2 separate regions of the Pan troglodytes genome follow, and region 2 is linked to region 1. A link is a contact called in public HiChIP or PLAC-seq data. All regions are on one chromosome and are shown on one strand. Each heading gives the region's core, a stretch centred on a gene start, on an enhancer-like site or on the middle of the called end of the contact. The rest is flanking DNA. Distances are from core to core; before and after follow the strand shown. Region 1 holds the start of CD24 (CD24 molecule). Region 2 holds the start of BEND3 (BEN domain containing 3).

Region 1 (5,463 bases), core at 257-2,756:
ATAGTATGTTCCTTGCCTTGGAACCCGGCACTCCTGAGTCACAAACAGTCCATTTTTTTCACCCGGAAAAGGAATGGAGAAGCTGGGCCAGACTATTTCTTTTTTCTTTTTTTTTGAGACAGAGTTTTGCTCTTGTTGCCCAGGCTGGAATGCAATGGCCTGATCTCTGCTCACTGCAACCTCCACCTCTCAGGTTCAAGCTATTCTCCTGCCTCAGCCTCCCAAGTAGCTGGGATTACAGGTATGAGCAACCATGCATGGCTAATTTTGGATTTTTAGTAGAGACTAGATTTTAGGTTTCACCATGTTGGTCAGGTTGGTCTGGAACTCCTGACCTCAGGTGATCAGCCCTCCTCAGCCTCCTAAAGTGCTGGGATTACAGGTGTGAGCCACCACGCCCGGCCAAAGTATTTCTATATAATGTGGTACGGTACACTGTTAAACAGGAAAGTCCACTGGTGCTCGACAGAAATTCTTGTGTTCCCAAGCACATCTTAAACGTGCTTGGAAAATTACTGAGCTAAAGTGACTGACCTTGAAGGCACAAACCGATTCAGTCACTATTCAGTCAACAGACCTACTGCAGATTTCATTGTCACTTTGCTTCCCTGAAACTTACTTTGTTTTAATGAGACTGCCACGCAAAAGTGAAATTTAAACAAATTTAGAATCTTACTACTCTGTGGTTTACTTTAAAGACCGAAAAATGCTTGGGCTAAACCTTAAATAAAAGTATTAAGTCTTGCAATTAAAAATTGAACCAAAAGTACTAACGAGAGTGTTCTGCAAAACTGAAATTTAAACAAATTTACAACCATACTAGGTTTGGTCTCTGCTGTTTGCTTTAAAGACTGAAAAACACTTGGGCTAAACCTTCAATAAAAAGATTAAGTCTTGCAATTAAAATTTAAACTCAAAATACTCCACCAGTAAAATTACTTCAACTTTTGTTGTATGCTTGAAAGTTTTCACAATAAGATGGATAGGAAAGAAGTATTCCACCAAAATCTAAAGAGTGATGACGAATCTCCTCTTTGTGCCGGTTCATTAAATTGCCTAATGGCAACTACGGATAAGTAAATGCCTTTATCTCGAACGGTTCTGCTCTTTAAACGAATGACGGGCAACAGAGACCGAAAAAGTGTATCCCCAGGAATTCGAGAGGGACGGTGAATTGTAGTGGGACCGCCAGGAGGGGAGGTTCCTGCCCCCGAGTAGAACCTGGGAGCAGAGCCGCTCGGGGAGGGCGGTGGGGGCTTCAGGGCCGCGGAGGGGGTCCCCTCAGGGTGGGCCGTCTCCTCCTCGCCCGCCGCAGGCAGGAGCGCGGGGGACCGAAACCCTGTAGTTTGCAGCGTCAGGCAGCGGGTCCGCGCCCAGCGAGCGGCTCCCCAGCTCCTGGGAGGATGCGGACCCGGGACGCCCCCGTGAGCTCACGGCGCCTGGCTGACACGAGGCGCTCACAGAACAAAGCAAGGGCTTCGGGGAGGGCGCGGCCGCGGGGCCGAGCGCGCAGATCGCTCCGGACCCGGACACCGCCTGCGAGGAGCGCCGACCAGGCGGGAAGGGTTCGCGCTAGGCGGCGCCCGGGTCCCGTCGGCCAGAGTGAGCGTCCGGCCCGCGTCCGCGCCACGCCCGCCGCGTTCGCCTTTCCTCTGCGGCGGGCCGAGAGATAACCCTGCCCGAGGGGTCCCGGCGCCCGCCCCCCACGCGGTCGCACTGGAATTCGCGGCCCCTCTCGGGTCCCCGGGGCGCATTTTGCAGTCTGGGTGGCAACGCACTTGCTCCAGGACCGGCGGCTACCCCGCCGCAGCGGAGGCGCGGACTTTTCTTTTGGGGGGTAAGATGGCAGGTCCCGGGAAACAAAGGAAACTTGGGCCCGGCCCCCAGCGCGGCGTGTGTGGCTCGCGTGTGTGCCCCGGGTCCTGTGTAGGAGTCGCTGGGCGCCTGTGCCAGCCTGCCCGCAGCCCGCAGCCGGCGCGGGGATACCAGCCGGGTACCAGCAGCCGGCGGCGCCCGCCCACCTGCAGCGGCGCCCGCCCGGGGGGCTCCCGGCCCGCGAGGGCCGGAGCGGCGGTGGCGGTGGCGGCGGCGGCGGCGGGGGCGCTGGGGAACCCGGAGCGGGGCGGGGAAGGCGGGGAGGCGGCGGGCGGCGGCGGAGGGGAGCCGGGGTGGGCGGGCGGCGCCACGTCACGGCTATTGTGGCTTTCCTGGTATATAAGGTCTCGCCGGCTCGCCGCGCTCCCCACCTTGCCTGCGCCCGCCCGGAGCCAGCGGTTCTCCAAGCACCCAGCATCCTGCTAGACGCGCCGCGCACCGACGGAGGGGACATGGGCAGAGCAATGGTGGCCAGGCTCGGGCTGGGGCTGCTGCTGCTGGCACTGCTCCTACCCACGCAGGTGAGGCCCTGGCGCCCGGCGGGGCTCGAGGGCCGTTCCCGGGGTGGGGGCAGGGGAGATGGACCCGGTCCCGGGGGACCGTCCTGCGCTTCTACCTCGGGCCACGGACAGGGACCGGGAGAGAATCTTGCTTAGCTGACCAGGGGAGAGGGCCATGTGGACCCCATTTTTCCATTCCCTTGCGTGCTTCCCCCTCCCCTCCCACGGCCCTGGGAACAATGCAGCTCCGCGTGCGGGCTGAGAGGACCCTGCCCCACCCCAGGTTCCACGCTGTCCCTTCCCAGGCAGCCAGGTGCCTACTTCCCACTTTCACCCAGAGGCCCGAGGTGCCTGCAGGGATTAGCGCCTGGAGAGCTCGGGCTCCCTGGGGACGTTGTCCCTGGGTCCCTGAGGACCCGCTTCCCCCTAGGAGGGTCTTCGCGCTCCCCGCGCTCTACACAAAGAGATGCGACGGTCCCTTTCGGGGAGGGCGGCTCACGCCCATCCTCCACCCTCGGAGTTGGATTGGGTATCCCGGAGAAGCTACGGCTATCTGGCCCTTTTTAAACAAACCCCGGTTCCGGGCTGAAGCCGAGGCGGGGACCCTCTCCTGACGCTGCGCTCTCTGCGATGCAACCTTTCACGTCCATCGCTTGTCATCTTAGGATCCCCATGTTATTTTAGCCCAGATTGGCTAGTTCTGGGGAGGCAGCATGGTGGGACGATTCTGTCCCGAGTCCCCGCCAGGCTTTGTCCAGGTCGCCGCTACCAGCGCGGTCTCCCTAGATCCTCCATCCGGGGAACCTCGCCCCGGGTGTGGGTACCTGGGGCCGCGCAGCGCTGCCTCGAGGGTGTATGGATGCACCGCGCCGGCGAGAGAGACCGGGGGCTGGGCCTGGGAGACCCTAGCGGGGGTGGGGGCGAAGAAGGTACGTTTGTTTGGGTCAGTTCGGGTTTGGAGGATGGGAGTGACGGCTCTCCAGCGCCTTCGATTGGGGTTAATCGAGGACTGTCTCTGGGGCTTCTCCCCCAAAGTTGGGCGCGCTGCGTCCTCCGTCCCCAGACATCGAAAGTCCGGGCTCACCTGGGAGTGCAGCCTGAGTGTGGAACGCGCTTCCCCACCGCTGGCGGGGTAACCGTACCCTATTGTCTTCCTCCCAGTCCGCTGCGCTCCCGAGCCTTCCTCAATTCTTTGATGGGGGAGGGGCGCGGCTGCGAGAAACCGGCCCCCTCCACTCCCCGCCCCATCTTCTCTCCGACCAGATTTTTTTCCTCCAACATTGTAAGTGAGAAGTTTTAATAATGCGAATAAATGTAGCTTGGGAGAGAAAATTTTGTTTAGTGTCAGTTTAATAAACATAATTTTTTTGTTGGTGTAGAGGATCTTTAGATCCTCAGATTGATACACCAGGTTTTAAAAAGAAAACATCACCTGCTGCAGTAAAACTCATTGTATGAATAAAGAACAGGTTACTTTGCGGGATCCCAAACAAGGTGTCCAAAACAGGCACCCTGTTTTAAGTAAATTACCATATTAATGCTTTTCTTTATTGGGAGTGCCGTTTCCTGATGGGACACACTAAATCTTGCACACAGTAGGTGCCCGATAAATAAATTTGACTTGATCAAGATTTTTTTGTTGTTGTCACTAATCTATTTTGGATAGGATTTGTACATTTCTGTAGTCAATATTTGTTTAATGACCTTATGGATTTTACAACAAAAGGAGCTGGTGCTGATGTAGGAGGGCTTTATCTTTGGATTAATAGGCAGCCAAATGTACACGGGGCCCAGACTCTTGCCTGGTGCCACGTCCTCCCTCCAGCCTGTAATCAGAAGCCCTTGTAAACCCTCCCTTGCAGTGAGGGCTGAAAACTCCGATCTGCCTTTGTTCCATGACAAAGGAGAGATTATCACGTGCCCTACTGGACTGTGCATTTCGTGGCTTGAAAAATCAGTGGTGAATGATGCCACTCAGACGCTGGGACACTGGGAGAACCTTGGTTCTTGGCCACAGCACTGAGCTTGGTGACCAGTGAGGCTGCTGCTGGTGAAACTTAACACCATAACCTCTCGTTGTCTTTTGTGAAATCGTTCCGACTTCATGGTGTTTTCTTGAAGTCATTCTGCCTTAAAGGAAAAACTCATTTTCTTTTTCAATTTAACCCAAATATTGTGGCCATTTTTTAGAAGAGTTATTATTTCAGATTTCAAGGGAGAAGATAAGACTGCATTTCCCCCTTAAGGAAAAGGCTAAGTTACCAAGGCTGTATTAAATTGAGTATGTGAAAGTTACCTAGCAAATCCAGGATAGACAGTGACCCAATGAATTCTAGTTCCATAAGTCTCAGTTACAATATTTAAAAATCCCCATTTTTTTGTGCAACTTTAAAATCTCCCCCTTTCTGGGAAAATAGACCTTATTGCAATGCCATTAAGTCAATATAATCTTGGAAACTGAATTAGTTAACCTGGTCCTTTTTTCCTTTGCAAAGAAATAAAAACAGGAGTTATAGTTATTGAATAACTTTTTTGTTCTTGTTGCCACTTGGCATTTTTGAGGCATCTCTAGGTAGTTTGTTTTGAAACTAAAGAGAATGACCTTGGTGGGTTGAGCAAGAATTCAGAAGTTAATGATGTTGGGTAAGAGAACAATGGTAAAAGAGCAATCTAAGAATATATCACCTACTTTAATTTTATATGAGAGTACGTGGAGGTAGCTGTGATGTGGAAATGTATCCATGTAACTTTTTATGTATTTTAGATTTATTCCAGTGAAACAACAACTGGAACTTCAAGTAACTCCTCCCAGAGTACTTCCAACTCTGGGTTTGCCCCAAATCCAACTAATGCCACCACCAAGGCGGCTGGTGGTGCCCTGCAGTCAACAGCCAGTCTCTTCGTGGTCTCACTCTCTCTTCTGCATCTCTACTCTTAAGAGACTCAGGCCAAGAAACGTCTTCTAAACTTCCCCATCTTCTAAACCCAATCCAAATGGCGTCTGGAAGTCCAATGTGGCAAGGAAAAACAGGTCTTCATCGAATCTACTAATTCCACACCTTTTATTGACACAGAAAATGCTGAGAAT
Region 2 (5,636 bases), core at 1,558-4,057, 150 kb before region 1:
TTGCGTTGTTTTAAGTCTTTACTGAAAAAAAGTCCTACTAAATATTGTCTTGCCAACTATAAATATATTTTAGCAATGATAAAAGCCTTTAGAGTAACAGTTATCTGAAACCTAATGTCTGTCTGTCTGCCACTCTTAATTATATATATTTACATTTTATATCCCAATCTTCTTTTATATCCCATTTTATATAACGCAATTCTCCATTTGAGTTTTTACATTTAGTGTCTCAGTGTTTTATATGGTCAAGTAGCCAGTTTTCCCCCTGCTACATTTTACTCAGGTACAAATGAAAATGAGTTGACTAGATCGATGGCAGCAGCTCTAATTTGAAATCTTGAAAAATGCATTTTTTATTAAGCAATTTCAAATTGAGCAGACCTCTAAAAACCAGGTTGTTATTTTTCCGGGTCTTTACACACACATCCGTATGAACCATGAACTGTTACTGCACTTTCAAAACTATTATGTCTTGAAGTTTCCAAAATTATATACAACTATTCCAACACATTTTTCACCTTTATGCGTTATTTTCCTTCTCCATATAAAAAAGAAAACCACATAGAAAACCATTTGAAGGAAGGTGATTTCCTTTCTTGGATAGCAATGACTTCTATTTCTATTAATAACTTATTTGAAACAAGCCACTTACTTTGTTAAGTAGATAGATCCATTTATGCAAATATAAGATACATACTTTTACAATAATATTCAAGGTCAGTTTGAGTTTCCTGAAAGTTGTTTTGAAAAGTCAGCTATATCAGTTCAATTATTGTATTTGACAGAAATCTTTTGTTTCAAGCAATATGAACAGAGAAATGTTAATTTCTATCTCTATTGTTTTATTATTTAATTTATCCTTAAAAACCTGAGTTGTCACTGTGAAAGATTGGTTAAATATATATCCCCTCACTACACACGTTTCATCTAGTCCTCTTTCCAAAAATTTAACAAGGTCGTTTTACATTCTTAAAGCACCACAGCAAAGTGATTTAAATGCAAAATGTGCTTAAGTGCTACTTAACTATTCCTAACTCTTCTACTGGGAAATCCTAGAAAACTGAACTAATGAAATGCAACTTCTACTTTAAAAATTCTAATTATAACTGTCACATTAAATTGAAGGTGAGAATAAAACTGGTGTATCTGTTAACTAAGTCAAGCGATGTACTGTGTCGTACGTGTTATTTAATGTGCAAGTGTAAAAGTCAAGTTCTCTGCAGAAATCGAAGTGCCTCCCCTCAGTCTTCTGCGAATGTATAAATTAACCATTCTCCCCCAAGCAGTCCTCCTCCCTTCCTCCCTCCGCCCTATTTTAAATGTAGATAGGGCGACCTAAGTCTTTTGAATTTGAAGGGCTGCTATCTCGGCCCCATTCTTTTCATCATCCTGTTTTCAATGACACTGAGCACGTATAGATTCTTCTATAAAAGCACCCCCTGGATGCAGGGCTTGGTTCTTCAGGCTGCTTGCTTAATTTTGCATAGCAATTAGTACTGACTTCACTAAACCAGTAATCCAAATACAGCTCGAGAATGTTCCACGTAGTTCCTCAAACTTAACCCTGTGCCTTTTGATTTCAAGCCCGAAGGGGAGGAACTTGCATAATTACTAAATTCCCAATTGGAGTGGTCTGAAGGAGGGTACGGTAAACCCAAACTATACGTTAATTCAAACCCTCGCCGCGACTGGGCAGCAAGGAGCCAACATATGCCTTCTTTTAAAAATCTATTCTACCTATTCACTGACCGCGCAGGGCCGTGCCACATGGTCCTCCCTTGCAGCCAGTCAGCTGTGAGCAGCAGATGGGATCATTTGCATTTTTCTTTTTATACTTTCTTTGATCGGCAAATTAAAGGATTTTTCTTAAATTTACATTCTCATTGTTTGCCTAAAATACAAACGTGGCTAAACTGTTGAATTGGGCTTCCCTGACTCTCACCCAGCACCTCCCCCTCCCCCTACCCAGCCACTGAGACTTGAGAAAATACCCGAGGGGTAGATTTCGTATTTATCAACTGGGAATCTACAGTCCAAGAGTTAGGAGTAGACAGAATCAGCCTTTATTGAGTTGGTGACTCGTGTTTTTCTATTTTAGGCGCTCGGCGCAGACAGCCCGTGGGTTTGTGTTTGTGGGGTGTGTGTCTGTGAGCGCGGGCGCTTCCGAAGCTCTCGCTCCGCAGCCTCACACCCCAGAACTTCGGGTTGCAAGTAGCAGGCAAGATTTTAGCTCTGAGGCTCACAACAGAGGGCGGCCACCGTGCAGGGGGAGTGGCCAGAGCCAGCTTTTCCCAGCGCCAGGGTCGCTCTCCCGGGTCCCGCCGGACTCCATGCCGCCCCGCGGGGCCGCAGGAGCCACCCGGGCCCTCGCGTCCCAAGGTCTTTGTGCCGGTGGCGGCGCGGGAAGACCGGCCCCGGGGGCCTGGGCTGCGGCCCAAAGGCCAAAAATGCGAGAGAGGCGTGGGCGCGAGGCGGGACAAGCTCCGCACAGTCGCCGTCCCGCAAGGGGCAAAAAAGTAGAAAAAGCCGTTTGGGGCCAAACTCTCGGGTCTGAGAAACCACGTTTCCGAGGACGAACTCGCGGTGGGAGGACACATGGGGTACAGGGGACATTGTTCGCGGCGCCTGCCCGGCGCGCCGTGGGTGCGCGGCCGCCGCCCCCGCCCCGGGCAGCCAGCGCGGGCCCACGTGGAGCCACTGCGCCGGCCGAGCGCGCCGGGCCGCCTGGGTCCCGGGAGTGCGCGCCCGAGCTCCCCGCCGCGGCCGTTCACGCCCGAGCGCCGCCGCCGCCGGTCCCGCGTGTGCCCCGCTGAGGGGGAGGGGCGGGCCGGGGGTGGGGGCGGAGGGGTTGTGGTTCCACTGCAGCGGGGGCTCCTGTGTCCTTGTGCGGAAATGACACACGGAGTCCCGTCACGTCACGCGAGAGCGCAGCGCACGGACACACACAAAGAGAGGGGAAAATACACGGCGCTCGCCCGCCCGCCGCCCCCAGCGCCTCCCCGGGCCGCCCTGGCCAGGCCCTCCGCGCGCGGCCCCCACTCCCCGGCCCCGCGCCCTCCCCCCCACGTGGCGCCCAAACTCGGCGCGGGCCCGCCCGGCAAAGTACAGAACTCGCGTCCCAGGTAAGTGCGGGGCGGATCAAGCCGGCCGCGCGGCGGCGGCAGCGTTGGCGGCTCCGGGGCGAGCGGCCGGTAGAGTGGCTGCAACATCCATGCCGGGGTGGGGGCGGGAGCAGGGGAGGGGACGCGGAGGGGGGCTGCTCCGAGCGCGCCCGCCGGTAGTAGCGCCCACCCCCGCGCGGGCCGAGCGACCGGAGCGGGCGCCGGGCGCCCACGGGCTCGCCGCGCCCATTGTGCTGCGCGCCCCTTTGTGCCCGCTCGGAACGCGGCGGCTCCATGGCGTTCTGGGGAGCACGCGCGCCGCGCGGGGGCGGGGGGTTCGCGCGGTGGAACCGTCCGCGCCGCCGCCGCCGCCGCCCGCCCCACTCGCGCCGCGCGCTGGCCCCGCACCCCCGCCGGGCGCCGCGATGGAGCGGCCGGGGCGGCCGGAAGGCTCTGCCGTACTCGCGGCGGCTTGGCGCTCGCGCTCGGCGGGGCTTTGGCGGGGCACTGCTCCGCGTGTGGAAGGGGGTGTCGGAGCGGGAGCAGGGGGCGGGGACTGGAGGGAGATGCCGGGCGGCGAGCGGGAGGCCGGGGGAGCCGCCGCTCGGAGGAACGAAGCCTCCGGAGGCTGCAAATGGAGCGAGGCCGGCCCGCGGCGGCGGCGGCCGGGAGCGGAGAGGGATGGGCCCCGCCGCCAGGGGGCGCAGCGCTCCCTTCCCGGCCGTTCCACGGCGGTTCGCGGTTCCCGCTGCCCAGGAGCTGGAGGCGGGCCCGGCGCCTTGGGTGTGCACCCGGGCTGGCGCGAGGCCTGGCCGGCCAGCCGCAAAGCTGAAGCCTGGGGCGCTCGCCGCTCCTCGTGACCGCTCCTTTCCTTCTCTATGATAAACGTGATTTCCCACGCATGCTTTGCCCTTGCCTCATCCGTGAGCTGTGCACCACCGATTTGGAGGCCCTTGTGTGCTTGTTTACCTACGTCTCCCTATGTAGCTATTTTAAACAAGGTGTTTTTACAGAGATAAAAGTTCTATTGATTGCTCAGGTGGTCTTTCTGGAAGAATTCTGCACGTAAACGCTAACTCGACAAGAGTGCCGGGAGGAACAATGTTACTCACTAGAGTTGGAAATGTGCAGTTCATCTCCTTAAAGTAACTTTTGAATGGTTGAATACAAATAGTAAACATGCCACAGGGCAGCGTGGCATAGTGCCAGAAAGCTAAGGTTGCAGGAAACTGAGGTAATTACGGAAGTGAGTCCTTCAGGTAGCCAGGTATATAAACGGCTGGGATGGAGGACTTTCTCTTGTTACCCGCTCCCCACTTCCACCCTTGCAGTCCGTTTTTCTCTTTTTTTTTTTTAAACCATTCATCCCTAGATATTGACTTTATACTACCATACAAGAGCCTGTCAAGCTTTCCTCGGTACTGGGACTTGGGCAAGATTTTTTATCTCCCTCACAGTTTCACATCCCCAGCCTCTAACCCGGTGTCTCATAACTTAGTAGGCGTTCAGTGCGTATTTCCTTAATGAATGGAGAGAGCCTCTTGGATTCTAGAGGAAAGATGGAGCCAGAGCGCCAGTTGCTGCTGCTGGGTTAGCTGGTGTCTGTGTGGCCCTTGAAATCTGTCACATGAACCTCCTGTCATGGAACATGAGTTTTTTTGTTTTGTTTCTTTTTTTTTTTGAGACGGAGTCTCGCTCTGTCACCCGGGCTGGAGTGCAGTGGCTTGATCTCTGCTCACTGCAACGTCTGCCTCCCGGGTTCAAGCGATTTTCCTGCCTCAGCCTCACGGAGTAGCTGGGATTACAGTCCATGTGCCACCATGCCTTGCTAATGTTTGTATTTGTAGTAGAGACGGAGTTTCACCATGTTGCCCAGGCTGGTTTCCGGACCTCAGGTGATCTGCCTGCCTGGCCTCCCAAAGTGTTGGGATCACAGGCATGAGCCACCGTGCTTTTTTTTTTTTTTTTTTTTTTTTTTTTAAGACAGAGTCTCGCTCTATCACCAGGCTGTAGTGCAGTGGCGTGATCTCTTCTCGCTGCAACTTCCGCCTCCCAGGTTCAAGGGGTTTTCCTGCCACAGCCTCCCGAGTAGCTGGGACTACAGGCGCGTGCCACCACTCCCAGCTAATTTTTTGTATTTTTAGTAGAGACGGGCTTTCACCGTGTTAGCCAGGATGGTCTCAATCTCCTGACCTCATGATCCGCTCACCTTGGCCTCCCAAAATGTTGGGATTACAGGCGTGAGCCACCGCGCCCAGCCTTTTTTTTTTTTTTTTCTTGAGACAGAGTTTTGCTCTTGTTGCCCAGGCTGGATTGCAATGGCGCGATCTCGGCTCACCGCAACCTCTGCCTCCTGGGTTCAAGTGATTCTCCTGCCTCAGCCTCCCAAGTAACTGGGATTATAGGGGCGCGCCACCATGCCCGGCTAGTTTTGTATTTTTAGTAGAGGGGATTTCTGCATGTTGGTCAGGCTGGTCTCGAACTCCCGACCTCAGGTCATTCGCCAGCCTCGGCCTCCCAAAGTGCTGGGATTAC

The links. HiChIP or PLAC-seq counts read pairs in DNA pulled down with a chosen protein or histone mark.
Region 2: a contact with region 1 is called in an H3K4me3 HiChIP or PLAC-seq map of stem cell-derived excitatory neurons, with 4 times the contacts expected there. The contact joins the promoter of BEND3 here to the promoter of CD24 in region 1. A contact is called at or near these places in 1 of 7 Hi-C or Micro-C datasets (induced pluripotent stem cells) and 1 of 1 datasets of contacts at active chromatin or transcription factors (stem cell-derived excitatory neurons).

Annotation. Positions count from the first base shown.
Region 1 is chr5:118,883,712-118,889,174 of NHGRI_mPanTro3-v2.0_pri, reverse strand. CD24 (CD24 molecule) reads left to right here and starts at 1,506. Exons shown (of 3, transcript XM_024357344.2): 1 at 1,506-1,837; 2 at 2,220-2,396; 3 at 5,140-5,463. The coding sequence starts at 2,328. The coding sequence ends at 5,313.
Region 2 is chr5:119,030,694-119,036,329 of NHGRI_mPanTro3-v2.0_pri, reverse strand. It overlaps BEND3 (BEN domain containing 3), which reads left to right and starts at 2,807. Exons shown (of 4, transcript XM_009451772.5): 1 at 2,807-3,122.